Regions from separate parts of the Xenopus tropicalis genome. Here region 1 is linked to region 2. The links are chromatin contacts, called in public Hi-C maps. All regions are on one chromosome and are shown on one strand. The core of a region is the stretch at or near the end of the contact, and the rest is flanking DNA. Distances in the headings are between cores, read along the strand shown.

Evidence for each region. A called contact is a pair of places that touch in the nucleus more often than the background predicts.
Region 1: a Hi-C map of brain shows a contact between it and region 2, with 4 times the contacts expected there. The contact joins the promoter of nthl1 here to the promoter of znf598 in region 2. A contact is called at or near these places in 3 of 5 Hi-C or Micro-C datasets (brain, neurula embryo and tailbud embryo).

The regions. Positions count from the first base shown.
Region 1 is chr9:18,942,081-18,947,212 of UCB_Xtro_10.0, reverse strand. It overlaps nthl1 (nth-like DNA glycosylase 1), which reads left to right and starts at 2,817. Exons shown (of 6, transcript NM_001044419.1): 1 at 2,817-2,928; 2 at 4,141-4,367. The coding sequence starts at 2,823. tsc2 (TSC complex subunit 2) reads right to left here and starts at 2,696. Exons shown (of 40, transcript NM_001130323.1): 1 at 2,578-2,696.
Region 2 is chr9:18,753,575-18,758,630 of UCB_Xtro_10.0, reverse strand. znf598 (zinc finger protein 598) reads left to right here and starts at 2,843. Exons shown (of 12, transcript NM_001126071.1): 1 at 2,843-3,806. The coding sequence starts at 3,627.

The DNA.
Region 1 (5,132 bases), core at 1,568-4,067, 190 kb before region 2:
TTGGTTTGTGGTTTTGTAATGATTTCACTGTTTGTTTAGCAACTCTCCAGTTTGGAATTTTAGCAGTTATCTGGTTGCTAGGGTCCAAATTACAATAACGACCAGGCATTTGTTTGAATGAGATACTGATGCATTTATAGGAGAGGACGTAAACAAAAAGAAAACTAATAAAAAGTAGCAATGACAATAAAACCGTAGCCTCACAGAGCTACAGTGACCCCCTTTTGAACATTGGAAAGAAGAAAGCAAATAATTTAAACTATAAATATAAATAATAAAGACCAGTTGAAAGGTTGCTTGAAATTGGAATTCTATAACATACTTAAAGTTAACTGAAAGGTGAACCACCGCTTTAAAGAAAAGAACTGTCTGGTAATACGTTTACATCAAGAGATCTGTGCAATCCATGGGTTCCCAGACTCTGGCATTGGCTTCACCAAGTGGAAGCCAAAAAGCCAAAGCAGCGTTATTTTTGGAGAGGGGGGAGAGATTTTGCATAAGAAAAAAAACTGACAGCAGCCCAGCCATGGATTAAAAAACAGTGGGATGAAAAGGATGCCTTTGTGCCATTACTGGGAAAAAACACCCTAAGAAACTGAACAACCCAGCACACAGCTTAAGCCAACACATACTAATGTCAGCAAGATTGCCAATAGCTAGCAACTGGGAAACAAACCCCACGCTGCCACTGCTGAAGGCTAAAGGCATCAAAATAGCCGCTAATGAGAAACTGACTTACCTATTAGGAAACAATATGGCAGCTTATGACAAGGTATGGCTCCCATGTACAGCCTATGAACAGGAACCCCCTTTCCAGCATTACACGCGGGGTACCCTCATGGAAGCATTAAAATATGAACCTGCTTCTGGTATCCTATATAAATATCTGGTATAGAATCAACATTATACCCCTGTCATTAAATACTTCTTGTATATACAGTTACCATGTTATTTTATATATATTTTTTTCTTTTTCTACTTTTCTTTACTTTTTTTTTTCTTAACTTTTCAAAATGACTGGAACGCTCAAGTCATTCATTTGTCATCTCAATTTATTGCTTTCATATTGTTCTACTGGGAAATTCAATACATCTTGTCAGTAAAAAAAAAACAAACAGTCGGAAGCAGCCAGGAATGTCAGTCTTCGCCAATTTTGTCAGATAAATTAAATAACCGATGTCAATGGTATGGAGGCATATTTTCAACCCTTACTGCTCATTCAGAAAGTACCTGCGCCTGGGGCAGACCCTCACGCTGCAGCTTGTACCGGATTCAAATTCAGCCCACTGCAAAGTTTAGGGGGTGCCAGGCAACCCTGTCCTTTCACCTCCGCACCCCTTATGTGCACATCTGAATAATCCCTAAGTTACTGGATGGGTAGGGGCCTGCATACCTGCCTCCCCTCGCCCAACATAAATACAGTGCAGTCTAAAGTGCAAGTGTAAATACCAAAGCCCAATGTCCCCCAGCAATAGGCACTGACTATGCGACAAGGTGCAAATATCATGGCCTGTGTATTGCACTTTGCCCCATCGCCAGTAAAAGAGCCCTTTAGCCTATGCCAATCCGAAACCTACAGATTTATCCAAATTCAGCAGAAATGTACTTCTTAATTAACCCATATGCATCTTAGGAGCAACACATTCCTATATATATTGGCCAATCTACCTTCTCAAATTGGCAGAGAGACTTTATCAGCAATTACGGCTGCCCACATTGTTACATCTGCTTTACAGAACCTCCATATTTACATTATATTTATCATAAACAACAGGCCCCTCACTAGAAGGTATCTTTGTTTTTATGGGAGGGAGAGCCCCACTGTATCTGTACGATATCACTGTATCGGTGTTTTTTATGCTAAAAAAAAAAACAGCTCTTCTCTTTCTGCACCATTTGAAATCCTGGCAGGGAAAGAGGGACTAAAACACTGACGTTACATATTGTACCAACTATTGCAAAGCTTACAGACAGCATGCAGGAACTACATATCCCACAATGCATTGCACTGTGATGTTCCTTTCCTTATTGACATCCCGTGTGCAGGGGATTGTGGGATTGGGAGGGTGCAGGCTGAAGGCTGAAGGAGGACAGGCGACTACTGTTACATGTGAAAGTTGTCAGTCAGATCAGCAGGAGAACAGGGGGCGGGGCCTAGGTGGAGTTCCCCTTTAAATGAAGATGTATAATAGACTTTGTGTAGTAAGGCATATAATGCCCCCAGATACTGCCCCCCCCCCTGCTTATTGCTTGGTTTACTATTTAACTCTCTATCCATGAGTAATGTGTTTATGGGGTAATGGCCCTGAGCAGATGCAGTAGGCTGCCCGGGTAAAGGCAGAATAGAAGGTGGGGAGAAGCAATGGAAGTTACTGAGGCGCCGCTTTTACCCCACAGCTGCCCAAGCAATGCCCCACAGACTGAACTAGGGGTCGCCCCTTGGCTGCAGCCACACGGAGCTGCCAATGGCCAGGGAGCAGCTATTTCCCACTATGTTAGTGCCACAGTGCCAAGTGCACACACAATACTATAGTGACAGGAATGGCAGCAGCTGCACAAATAGAAACCAATTCTTACCCGCCAGTGGCTCCCAGCGTGCCCTCCTTCTGCCCCTACAACCAAACCAACCCCTCACCCATGGCCAGCACTCTATTCGCTTTGGGCCTCCGCTTTCTGGGCCTGCCAGACACGCCCCCGGACAGCTAGCACCGCCCACCGCACGGCCAATCACAAGTTGCTCAGTACAACCCGGAATGTCCGGTCGCGCTGCATTGTGGGAAATGTAGTTCTAAGGAGGCGATTGGGGCACGGATGGGCTTGACATGAGTGGCAGTCTCCGGCCGCTGGGAAGGAGGGGAAGGAGGGGAGTACTTAAGGCAGTGGGGGGCAAGGATCAGCAGGATGGGACCAGCAAGGGGCAAGTCATTGGTGAGTAGGGGTGGAAGCGTGGTGGCCATTGAAAGAGTGTAAGCTCTTCGGGACAAGCCATTAGTTTAGTACAAGTAACCCCTCCCCTGATCTACCTACCGGCACTGTAGGCCTTTAGGCGGGGGCAGAGACCACGTTGGGCAGAGGGTCCCCTAAACAGTCCCAGTAGCTTGTGTGGGCGGTGCAGGGAGTTGTATAATACCCCCCCTCTGTACTTATTATTAATATTATTGTGCATTGAACCTGCAAGGACTAAACCAGCGGCAGAACCAGCCCCCCTCCCCCCCAAACTACTCTTCTGGGGGTGCCTGGCACTTAGCCCTGTGTGGGGATTTTATAGGTAAATAAAACAGGTGAATGAAATGAAACAGGTAGAGGTTTCTCCTGTTTGATCCAACAGCTGCTCCAGGCTAGTCAGTGTGTTGCTCCTTTACTTTGGGATAAAAACTGAATTTATTTCACATATTGAGACTCATGTATGTCCATTAATGCAGCTGCGGTCCCTGCACTTTCCCTGTAGTCAGTTGGGCACAAAACCATCTTCATTATGGAGGGTTCACATTTACATTAACGTTTAGTATGTTATAGAATGGCCAATTCTAAGCAACGTTTCAGCTGGTCTTTATTATTTATTTTTTTTTACTTTCCTATTCAGTCCCACTCCTATTCATATACCAGTCTCTCGTTCAAACCACTACCTGATTGCTAAGGTAATTTGGAACCTAGCAACCAGTTGGCTGCTGAAACTGCTAACTGGGAAGCTGCAGAACAAAAATTGAAATCATTAAAAAACTGCTAAGAACAAAAAATGAAGACCAACTGCAAATTGTGTCAGAATCTCACTCTCTAAAAGTTAACCCAAAGGTAAACAACCCCTTTAAAGGAACTCAAGCACATTTTGGTGCAAGTTCCTTTAGTGCTCCTTGCCCTTCTGTATAGTTGCACTTGGCGCCACTCGGGAAAATAAAATATGGCATTTGTGCTCAAAATTGCGCTTTGCTCACTGCACTTGTGGACATACACGTGCCCTATTATCTTCCTTTCTGCTTAGACTGATGAGTTGCCTTACACATTCAGCACATTCCTAAAACGTCAGTGATGGGTTCCCAATGGCAAGCTGTGCTGCTGTTAAACTACAGCTCCCAGAATGCAGCCCTGTGATGTGAGAGGCGCCAGAGGTTAGACATGAGTGTAACAGGCCCTGTGTTGCAGATGACAGTGAAGATGAGAAGCCGAGTTCCCCCAAAGAGCGATCAAAGAGGAGAGTTAGTGTGGAATACGAGCAGGCAGCAAGCGAGACTGTAGCTAAAAGGCCAAAATGGCAACCAAAGAACTGGGCGCAACATCTGGAGAACATACGGCAGATGAGAAGCAGAAGGGATGCGCCGGTGGATCAGATGGGAGCGGAGAAGTGCTATGATCAGAATGCTGCCCCAGAGGTAAAGCTGCTCCATGGATAAAGGTGTTTAGTCTGCAAAAGGGGGCACACTTCCCTGAGCATGATGGGAACCACTGAGCATGATGGGAACCACTGAGCATGATGGGAACTGAAGGGCTGCAGTTTCCTGAACAGTGGCCTGTAGCATGTATAGCCAGAGTGTAAGAATGGGGGGAGCGTGAGAGGTTATGAGCAGTAGAAATGTGTGGGTGATGCTCTCGGCACTTGGTGGGTTCATCTGTTTCCCTGTTGGAAATCCCAGCAGGAGCGAAGTCCTTTTGATCTGTGAAAAGATGGTTTTAATCTGAGTTTAAATGAAAATTCCTTTCTGAGATTCCCTAAATGCACGTTACTGCCTGAGCAGTTTTAGCCATGCCAAAGCCGCCATTGTTTCTCTGACAGGCTGGCCACAAGCTCCTATTCGACTGCCATAGGCTCCCTATTGTGTTATAATTCCATTACAAGAAGGCATTGGGCATAAAATAGCCTCTTTAATGGTGTAACTAAGACACTCCTTAGACAACTCCCTGGGTCTAAATGAACCTGTATAGAGAAATAGCGTCAATCTATGCTAGCCTATGCATTCTCCTGTAGGAAATACAACCCTGCTGGTAACTGTACAGGGTGCCCTTTATTGCACAGGTTTGGAATCTTAGGAAAATGTCACTTTTTTCTACTAAAAATGGTTTCTGAGATATAGTCCCAACTCCAGGAATTGCCATTTCTATTATAGTTAGTGGCCATTAGTGCAAGGATGACACAATGG
Region 2 (5,056 bases), core at 1,594-4,093:
CAACAAGAGATTCACCAATATTAACCTATAGGATTTTTCCACCCGTAATTAGTATCCTTTACATACACAGCCCCGGTGGAATTTATAATCCCATTCATCACATTCATGCACAAACTATAGTCAATTAACTGCATGTTTTTGGACTGTGGGAGGAAACTCAACGCAGACGCATAATTTTGTAACTGAAAACCCCTGTTTTCGTAAATGTATGCACTTGCTTGGATACTAAATCGCTGCAGAAATGGGACCAGGGAATGTGCATTGATCAATCCGCCTTCTCTTTGGTATGCCCATGCTACCCAGAAGCTCAGTCCATCTCAGAATGGTGCTGATTCCAGGTTACACATCCCTGTATACGCCAAGACTGCACAGGATCACCACTGGGATGGCTGGGGATAATCCTATCTAGTCTGTGGGCTCAGTGATCCGATTGCACACAACTTTGCTATACATGTGTATTGGCAAATTGTACAGATCCATATGCTAACCTTGTGGCTGAACAATCAGAACCCATTCCATGCCAGGGATGTGCATTAGGCTTCTAAATATCTAATCTACAGGGAGACTGCCTTCTAGAGGTAGTGTTTGCATGGTATGTAAAACGTAATACACAGAATGTAAGAAGTTGGGCCTCCAAACATAGCACAGAAGCAGATAAGCCTTAGAAGCTGAATTATGTGTTTAATGCTCCAGCTACTAAGCTGGTCAGGTTTGATTGGGCAGTTTGGTCAGTTTACCTAGGGGGGCAGTGTTTCCCTAGTGCTAACATCCAAACCCAACTAATTATACTCCTAATTTAACTGTAACCATAGGAGATTTTTTACACTCAGGATCCCATTTGTGCACCATAAATTGTACAGACAAGTGCAATATCCCCCCTACTATAGTTCCAGGGTTATTCTAGTAATGGCTGAATGGCTATAAGTAACTATTCACCCCCAAATAGCACCGAACTAGGGTTGGCAAAGGCCAATGAAAATATTGCTTTTATTATTAGTGGTGCTTGCGAAGCATTGTTATCTCACAGGCTTATTTTTCTTCTTAATCGTGCGGCCTATTTGGGAATGGGGTGCTATGACTTTTCTAAGGGGTGGGCAGTTATCCGCCCATAGACTTATCATTGAGACCAACTTTGACTGAGTCCCGCACCGTTTGCCCAGCAAGGGCAATTGTCACAGAGAACTGAAGGAAACATTGCCCCGCAGGGGGCAATTAACCGGCCCAAAAATCCCATAGACTTAACATTGGGGCCAACTTTGACAGATTGTAGCGCAGAGAGGGAATTTTTTAGATACGTGAAATTTACCACATTTGAAGAGGTTAGCAACCTGTGTCAGAAGATACCCTGCACAAGGGTATAAGTTTTACCCCCAGGGCAAGAGAGGTCCCCAAATTTGCCCCACAGACTTATAATGGGGATTTTGGCAAATAACTAGTTTGTCGTAGACCCATGAATGAGGTGTCAAACCGTGCGGCTTATTCGGGAATGGGGTGCTATGACTTTTCTGAGGGGTGGGCGGTTAATTGCCCCCACAGGGGGCAATTAACGGGGCCAAAAATCCCATTGACTTAACATTGAGGCCAACTTTGACAGATTGTAGCGCAGAGAGGGAATTTTTTAGAAACGTGAAATTTACCACATTTGAAGAGGTTAGCAACCTGTATCAGAAGATACCCCGCACAAGGGTATAAGTTTTACCCCCAGGGCAAGAGAGGTCCCCAAATTTGCCCCATTGACTTATAATGGGGATTTTGGCAAATAACTAGTTTGTCGTAGACCCATGAATGAGGTGTCAAACCGTGCAGCTTATTCGGGAATGGGGTGCTATGACTTTTCTGAGGGGTGGGCGGTTAATTGCCCCAGCAAGGGCAACTGTCACAGAGAACTGAAGGAAACATTGTAATATTGGGGCAGAAGTTTTGCCGCGGCAAGCACCACTCACATTTTCTTCAGGAAATGTACCTCTCTAGTTATTATTACCATTTATTTATAAAGCGCCAACATATCCCGCAGCGCTGTACAATAAGTGGGTTACATACATTGGACATACAGAGTAACATATAAAGCAATCAGTAACCGATACAAGAGGGGAAGAGAGCCCTGCCCAAAAGAGCTTCTCAGCAGCGTCATTAAAGGAAAACTATCAAACAATTTTATCAGACTGGGAAGTACACATCAATAATTATTGCTCTTTTACAATTTTTCACTTCAGTCACCATTTTGTGATGTTCTGTCAGGCACTAATCACATGACAGGAAGTCAATAAGAGTGTAAGTCACATTTCTGTCCATTCATTGGCTGATATAATGTAGGCTGTTCAGACATGTCAACACATGACCAAAGGAATTTAATAGACTTTAAACACTATGGCATTAACCAACTACACAACAGAAGAATATTTTATATAGAGAACGTTCAGGGAACTAGTTTCCTTTTAACATAGAAGGTAGGCTAAAAAAATGAGGGTGGACTGTCCCTAGGCACCACTACTGTGCTCTCAGTCCATCCCTCAGTCACAAATAACACGCTGCAATTCTGTGGGCGGGAAAGTCCACCTCATCCCAACGCAGGGGATGCTGGGAGTCGCAATTGCCAAATAGCCGGCCGCCAATCATTGCCCATTGGTGGAACGGAATATTCGGATGACGCGGTGCGCAGAACCAATGGGGAGCAACGAACAAGCGAGTTGGGTCCTCCAGCCGCCAGACAGAACGCACAGGCGCAACTCACTCGACGGCCAACTTCCGGGAAGATGCGTCAGAACAGTGACGTTTCCCTCTGCCGGTAACGTGGGCCGGCGGTGTGGCTAGGGAGGAAAGCTGTGGAACCGAGGAGATCCAGCTCCTCCCCACGGAAACCGGCGGCCCGAACAAAGCGCCATTCCTCTGCGCAATACCGCTTCCCTCTGTGCGGGGCGTAGTTACTGCGGAGCCTGACTGGACTTGGCCCTGTCACCGGGCCCATTGGGTTTATTGGTTCTACTTACACTTGTGCAGGGCGCCATTCCCTCTGCTGTCAGGCCTCACTTTCCTTATCCTTGTCTCTCCTGCCCCTCCCTGCCCTAAGCCTCTCTCAGATTGCCCCCAGCTTTCTGCCCCCACCCAACTACCTACCCATCTACCTACCCACCCACCTACCTACCCATCCACCTACCTACTCACCTACCTACCTACCCACCCACCCACCCACCTACCTACTCACCCATCCACCCACCTACCTACTCACCTACCTACCCACTCGCCTACCTACCTACCCACCCACCCTGTGCTCCCAGTCCTTTGCTCTTTCATATCACCTGTCTGTCTCTTTTCCTGCCCCCTCTTTCTTTCCTAAGGTTTTGCCTTTTTACAGCTCCCCCCATAACACTGACAAGGCCTTGCCCCCACTAACTTTCTAAGGCCCCTCCCATATCACCTTCCTCTTCAAAAGCTTCCCTCCACCATTTGGTGACTGTTTTCCCCACCAAGCATATATATATATATAATCACCTCCTGTCTTCCCTGACCTACTCTACCCACCTCCCTATGCCAGTGCCATAGTTGCCCTTCACTTTGCCCACTTGTCCCCCTTGCATACCCGCTCTTCTTTGTGGCTTTTCTTTCCACCTTCCTCCCCCCCGGTAACTATGGCTTCCAAGGTGGGGAAAACCGTGGACTTGGAGCGAAGTTGTGTGCTGTGCTGTCAAGACCTGGACATTTATGCCGTGGGAAAATGTGATCACCCTATCTGCTACCGCTGTTCGACTAAAATGCGGGTCCTGTGCGAGCAGAAGTACTGCGCTGTGTGCAGGGAAGAACTCGATAAGGTGAGTTTTTAGCTCATTAAAGGCAACCTAATATGTAACCTAATATGTCACTCTTAGCTGGTGCTTATCTTTAAATGCCTTCATTTGGAGTACTGCTTGCTCAGTTCTGCCAACTTCTTCCAAAGTTCCAAGCTTAGGAAGCAAAAGGTCTCAGCTCAGAGTACCCTGGGTGTGTGCCTAAAGCTGGCCATACACGTGGCGATGGTCGCACGAAACATCGTCAGATCCGCCACACACCATTCAGGGCTGAATCGGCAGATAAGGAGGTAGAAACAATAGGATTTCTACCTCCTTCTGCCGATTCAGCGCTGAAGATAGATTTTCAAACTGGTCCGATCGGCGAGTCGGCCGATATCAGCAGCTTCCTGCGATATCGGTCGACTCGCCGACATACCATACACACACCGAATATCGTACGAAACGAGGTTTCGTACAATATTATTGGTGCGTGTATGGCCACCTTAACCGCTCGACGCCTCCAAGTGAGTTTACTTTTCCTTAATGAGCATGAACTACATTATAGCAATATGTCTTGTTTTTTTTCCCTCTCAACTCCTGTTTCCAATAGAGATCCTCCTTGTGTGAGTTTTATCCCAAAACACCTTGAATATGTAAGTGCTATGATTTGGCACATGGGATACCCTTTTTTTTTTTTTACTTAATTAAAACGGCAGGCATATGGGCCGCTGGGCTGAGAACCCCATTGAATCTGACAGAAGATCAAACCTGCCCAACTTTACGACAGATATCGGTCGGGTAGGCCCTTCGGGGGTGCCCATTCATGGGCAGATAAGCTGTGGAATCGGTCTAAAGGACCTGAGTCGCCAGCTGAAATCTCTGTATAATGTAGCATGATTATCCCTCACTATGCTGCCATAACCACAATGGATTATTAATTGACAGTCTTTATAGGCTTGTGATGATGGTGCTGTTCGCATGCCTTCTAACTGATGCGGGTGAAAAATATGTGCTGTTTTTGAGCCGCCCTTCAAAAAGCTGATTTTGGTCTTGCCCTAAAAATGATTGTTTCTTTAATGTGCTCATACTTGCTCTTGGAGTTTGGCAAAGAGAAAAAGTAATATTTTTCCAATGTAAGAAACACAATATGAATTATATGCAGTTACATGTTTCCCTTCAGTGAAAGGAACTATTGTAGGGATTGGGTCATGCTGATCTAATGGCCGAGGGACAAGGCTGCATGTATGACTTCACCTTGCGTAACCTGTTGGCATTTGTGTGTTCTGACTCAT